Linked DNA regions of Manis pentadactyla: region 1 is linked to region 2. A link is a contact called in public Hi-C data. All regions are on one chromosome and are shown on one strand. Each heading gives the region's core, a stretch centred on a gene start, on an enhancer-like site or on the middle of the called end of the contact. The rest is flanking DNA. Distances are from core to core; before and after follow the strand shown.

Region 1 (2,700 bases), core at 14-2,513, 250 kb after region 2:
TCATATTTTCCAAATTGTTCACAAATCACCCAAACTTTATAGTTTGTGGCAGCTCTAACAGTGGAGCATGAAGGTGGTAGTGGTGTTATATAATAAACACATCACTTTTAAATTAAAAATCCTACATTAGATGCCAAGAAATCTGATTTGTAACCCCAGCTATGCTATTACTAGTTATATGCTATTTCTCACTTACCTAACCCATGTGGCCCCCCCATCACAATGCAAAATTTAAAGGCAGAAAACAGAATAACTATTCTTTTCGTCTCATACCTCCCCATTTTACACATTCATTTATTCAAAAATCTTACGTTGAGCTGCAATTTAGCCACAGGTAAGTTATTTATTATTCTCTAGACCACAACACACTTTCACATACAGTATTCTCTTGGGAAATTCCTTAAAGTGGACACATATTATTAGCTCTACTTAACAATGTGGAAACTGAGGCTCACAGAAGTTAAACGACTCTCCTATTGTCCTGTAACCAGTGGTACTAGTATTCTCTTGAAGATTCAAATACACAAGACACTGTGTAATGAGTAAAAATCCAGGGACTACTAACAGTGGTTCCTGATGTTTTTTTTTTTTTAGGTATTCTGGATTTAGTTTTGAATAGGCACCTGTTACCTAGAACTAACTAATCAGTCGGTACATCCTGCATGAAATTCTGCAGGCCCAGCAAAAAGCAGCTGTCACTTTCGCGCTGCCCGCAATCTGACTCCACAAAGCATTTGGGAAGCATTCTAAATTCTTCTAGAATCTTGATGGGAGCAGAAAATCAGGCGCGGGGAGCGGCTAAAATAGGAATATTCTCTGACATTCCAGGGGACGCCGACACTAAAGCACAGAAGTCGCCTAGAGAAGGCGAGTAGTATGTGCCTTCTCCAGGGCGCGTCCTTGGGGACTTACCGCTGATAGGGCCCGGAGCAAAGGCTCAGACCCTCAAAAGAGGGAGAGGGGAGTCCGGCAAACGTTCCGCAATTCCCGCTATTTCCCCTTGCTCTCCTTTTCGGCAAAGGGACTATCCCTCTGTCCAAGGTAAAGCCAAAAACGTTCTCAAAAAGTGGTGGCAGCCATCACCCCGGCTGACGGGCCAGCCCGGTCGTTTCCGCGCGGTCTTACCAGCTTGGTGGCTCGATAAGGCCCGGGAGGTACACTTCGACTCTCCATACCGCCTACCGGGCCGGAGATCTGTCAGCGTCCCGCTCCGTGCATGGCGACACACGGCGACACTGGGCCCCGGCCAGGGCCGCGGGGTGACTGCACAACCGTCGGCCCCGCCGCCGATTTGAATTAGGCAGAGGGCTGCGCTGATTGGCCGCGCCGCCGGGTCACGTGATAGTTCACGGCGGGGTGGGGGGCCCAGTCGCGGCCGGCGAGCGCGGCGGAGCCTCCCGGGGCTGTGGCGCTGGGCGTGCACCGCTGGCCCCGCTGGGCTGCGCTGGGGCCCGCCTGTGGGAGAGCCTCACCGGGCTTTCCTGGAGTTGCTTCTCCCTCTTGCGGTCGTTGGCGAGGCGAAGTCATGTTTCCACTCAGAACCGGTGAGGCGGTTTAGTCTAGAACAGGATCGTTTGAAGTGCAGCTTTTGGCTTAGGGAATTTGCAATTTGAAATGAAAAACAAAAACTCAAATCCCATACCTTTTCTGCCTGGCTCTGCAGGATTTCCAACAGTGGTTAGCATGTAAAACAAAGCATCCCTGGGCCACAGCTTTCACCTGACCAACCCCTTGGTTTGCTTCTTTTAAGCTTTCTGGATAAATGTTGCAGTGCTGTCACCCTCCTACATTTTAGCAGTGACCATGATTCCGTTCTCTCCATTGCAAAAATGGTAGTAGAATGGAGCATAACTACATTTCCAGAAGTACATACAAAAGGGGTTTGGGAAAAGGTTATGTAAAACCTGACAAATTTCCCTCAAGAAAATCTACTACCATTATCTTTATAAGAATCCTGGTTATATTTAAATCGTGAATATACACTTAAAAATTAGATGGGATTTTAGGACACCTACAACAAATGTCATTTTTTAAATGACAAAAACTAAATTCTGAGCGTTGAAGGGATTTGCCCAAAGTCTTGTACCTCACTGGCAGAGGTCAAACTTCATACTTTTAATAAATGCTCCATCCTGTTCGATACTGGGGATCCTTCAGTACAACAGGCTGAGAGGTTACTTGAGTGGTTTGAAGCTATGAGAGAATTAATACAGAAATTAAGCAGAAATTTCAAAGGGTAGAACTAGGCAAAAAAGGAGAGGTAAGGGAAAATTCTAGGGAGTAGTATGATGGTCTCCAGAGCATACCTTAGCTACTGAACTTAAGATAACTTAGATGGAGACACATCTATTTACTGAACAGGATCAATGGACAGGAATTTTCAAAAAGCACTTGGTAAACAGAAACAATCAATTTGATTTTGCATTAATGTTAAGGAAAAGTAGAGTTACAAAATAGTGTTAACTTTTTCATCTGGCTTTATGACCATTAGCTTAGGGTTTTCTTTTCTCTGTTCTTTTGCCACATTTCCCTTAAGAATGAAATGGAGATGAGAATGTGGAGGCCAAAATTAGTTTAGCATTTTTTGCCCAGTTCCTTAGTTGAAAATTATCTCATATACAGCCTTTGATATGAGTAGCCACAGCTTAATATTACCTGAGTTTCTAAGACATAACCTGACAAGGGATATATATTAGTAAT
Region 2 (2,700 bases), core at 22-2,521:
GACGCACTCCAGGGGAGGTATCCCAAGACGGGTGCCGTGGCCGGGAGACGAAGGAGCTGTCACCTGCAGGGGCCTGTGTCTGGGGAGGGGCGCTCTCCCAGGCGCCAAGGAGGGACCAGGGACTCCAAACTCACGGGCTTTCGGGGCGCCAAGGAGTGGGGGAGGGGAGATTCGAGAGAGGGCAGGAGGCCAAAAGCAACACCTTTCGGATACGCTTTTCCCGTCAGAGCTCTCCAACTTCCCGCAGCGCCAGCCAACGACTTTCTCCCACTGCACCCCACCCCACCCCGCCTCCGGACCCAAAGCTCGGACCTGTTCCTTCCACCACCGCGGGGAGGAGGAACTAGGAAGCCGCGGGCGCAAAGGTAGGGCCCCAAAATGCAAACTCTCACCGCCTAGCCGAGACGACCATACGCGTTTACGCATGCAACGATCCAGCCCCGCAACACGGCTCCGGGTTTGCGCCGGGCGCAGTTCCCTGACTCTTCTGTTGTTCTCACTAAAGTCGATTACGTTGCCCTCCGGGTGCTGACTGGGAGGGAATCGAGAGGAAAAGAGGGGAACGCGGGAAAAAGCGGGGGTAGGGGGAGCAGCAACCAACTTTGTAACCCAGAGCTTCCTCGCGCGATCCGTCGCCATGCTTAAGATTCCCACCCCCACCACCCCCCTCCTTCCTTTCAAGTGGATACTGAAACTAGGCCAAAACTTTTCCCCCTCCTTTTCTCTTAGCCACTAGACTGGATTGTGCCCCACGGAGCCCCATGGAGCTCTGCTTTCTTAAGCACAATAGCCGGACTAATTAGATCATAGAAGGAAGGCAGTGATACTGTAACAAGTAGCCCGAGAGGCAAAGAGGGAAGGGGCCCGAAAAGAGAGAAAGGGGGAAAAGTTTGCAGCTCTCACACTTACCAATCAAGCCTCCCACCAGAAAGGCGATGATTTGGAACACGAACAGAATCCCACCAACAATGCACAGCTTCTTGGTGCTCATGTTTTCTATAATTGCCCCAGCCATTTTTGCGCCCCCCTTTTTCTTCTCTCCTTGAAATAAATGTTTTAGGTGTGCTTTTTGCTCCCTCTCCTCTCACGCTCCCTCTTCCCTCGCCTCCTTTCTGGGGCGCTGCAAAACTTCAAGGGTACGGGAGCGCGGCGAGGATGGGACTGGGACGGAAGGCGCCCGCACGGATTCCCCCGGCACAGCCGGCTCGGGCTCCCCCAATGCCCGGAGCTGTGATTGTGGCCGCTCCGCCGCCTGTGGACGCTTAAAGGAGCAGGGAAGCGGATCACATGACGCCGCCTCCCTCCCTTTCTGCCTCCCTCCCGCTCGCGCTTCCTCCCTTCCTCTCTGCCTCCCTCTCTTCCTCTCCCCCGGGCTTTGGAGCTCCGGCGGGTGCTGGCGTCCTACTCCAGGGTCTGCTTGGCAGCCTGTCCCGCCAGGGACTGGTGTCATTTGGAGGTGGATGTTGCTAAGTGGGTCCCCCATTCCCTGCCTCGCACATGTTTCCTTTTCTGGTGCGAGATTTAAATCACCCGTGGACAGCTTTGCAGACCTTTAACTTAACGTGTTGACTTTAGGAAATGGTCCCCACCCCCTACTACTAGAACTCTTATTTCGGAAAGAAGAGGAGAATTTTTTAAAGGGATCCAAAGATGCTCAAGTCAAAATACAGAGGTGCAGAGTAAAGTCTCGGCTTAGTTTACTACTACCTGATCCGAGTCTCGGTTTATTGGGCATATACTCAGCTAAATTATCTCCCACTGTACCCCTGGAGGAACCTACACTCCAGCCAAGTCAGACCTCTCTGTTCATTACCGTGTTATCCCCCATGCCATGGGTTCCCAGAGCCTTGACCCTGTCACTCTTGCCTTTAAGAAAGAAAAAAGAAAGTGTATATAAGATTACTCTATCAGAGTCTTAAATCTCATTTAAAACCCAGCTCACCTGAAAAACCTCTCCAGTTTCCAAACCACCTCTATGTACTATCTCTGAGAACGGAACTCCTATAATGTCTTGTTTACATTCTTAGCTCCTATCGTAAGGACTTTTGTGTCACGTTTGTCTCCATCACAGAGCTGTAAACTCCTGGGGGATAGGAACTGAGTTTTGTTCAGCTTGGTACAAGCACTACCCACCCCCTCCCCCGTGGTGCGTAACAAACTTCTAGCTCTAGTAGGTCCTCCAAAAACTTTTGTGGAATTAATAAGTGAATGTGAAACCAAGCCCACGGTTTGCATTTCAAAAGCCTAAGACACCTTATTTGATTTAGATGGTACCTATATTGAGTTTCAATGTTTGCTGATCTCTTTGTAAGGATGTATTTATGTTTATACTTAACTTCTAAGGGAAGGGGATGAGGGGGGAACTGGACTCTTAAGAGATTTCCTGGTCTATTAAGCCTAAATGAACCAGCCTGGTTTTCCTATGTTTCATAAATTGGTTTTTTAGCTCAACATTGCTCAGTTGACCCTTGATAACCTTCGTAACCCCCCACTCCGACATGTATTCAGTGTCCACACCCCACCACCTCTTACCCACCTATTTCTTGCCCCTACCTTCCATCTACACCCTCTTCATGTCAAGGGAATATACCCAGTCCTGTCTTCTCTACTTTCATTGCCCTTATAGAAGAGGTCATGCAGGTTGGACTTAAAAGAGGTGTTCAATTCCAGTCTCCACCTAGACTAGACACTCCTTAAGGG

Evidence for each region. A called contact is a pair of places that touch in the nucleus more often than the background predicts.
Region 1: a Hi-C map of fibroblasts shows a contact between it and region 2, with 2.8 times the contacts expected there. The contact joins the promoter of DEPDC1 here to the promoter of WLS in region 2. A contact is called at or near these places in 2 of 3 Hi-C or Micro-C datasets (fibroblasts and skin fibroblasts).

Annotation. Positions count from the first base shown.
Region 1 is chr4:57,002,027-57,004,726 of mManPen7.hap1, forward strand. DEPDC1 (DEP domain containing 1) reads right to left here and starts at 1,264. Exons shown (of 11, transcript XM_036910799.2): 1 at 1,126-1,264. The coding sequence starts at 1,173.
Region 2 is chr4:56,754,760-56,757,459 of mManPen7.hap1, forward strand. It overlaps WLS (Wnt ligand secretion mediator), which reads right to left and starts at 1,272. Exons shown (of 12, transcript XM_057500313.1): 1 at 910-1,272. The coding sequence starts at 1,015.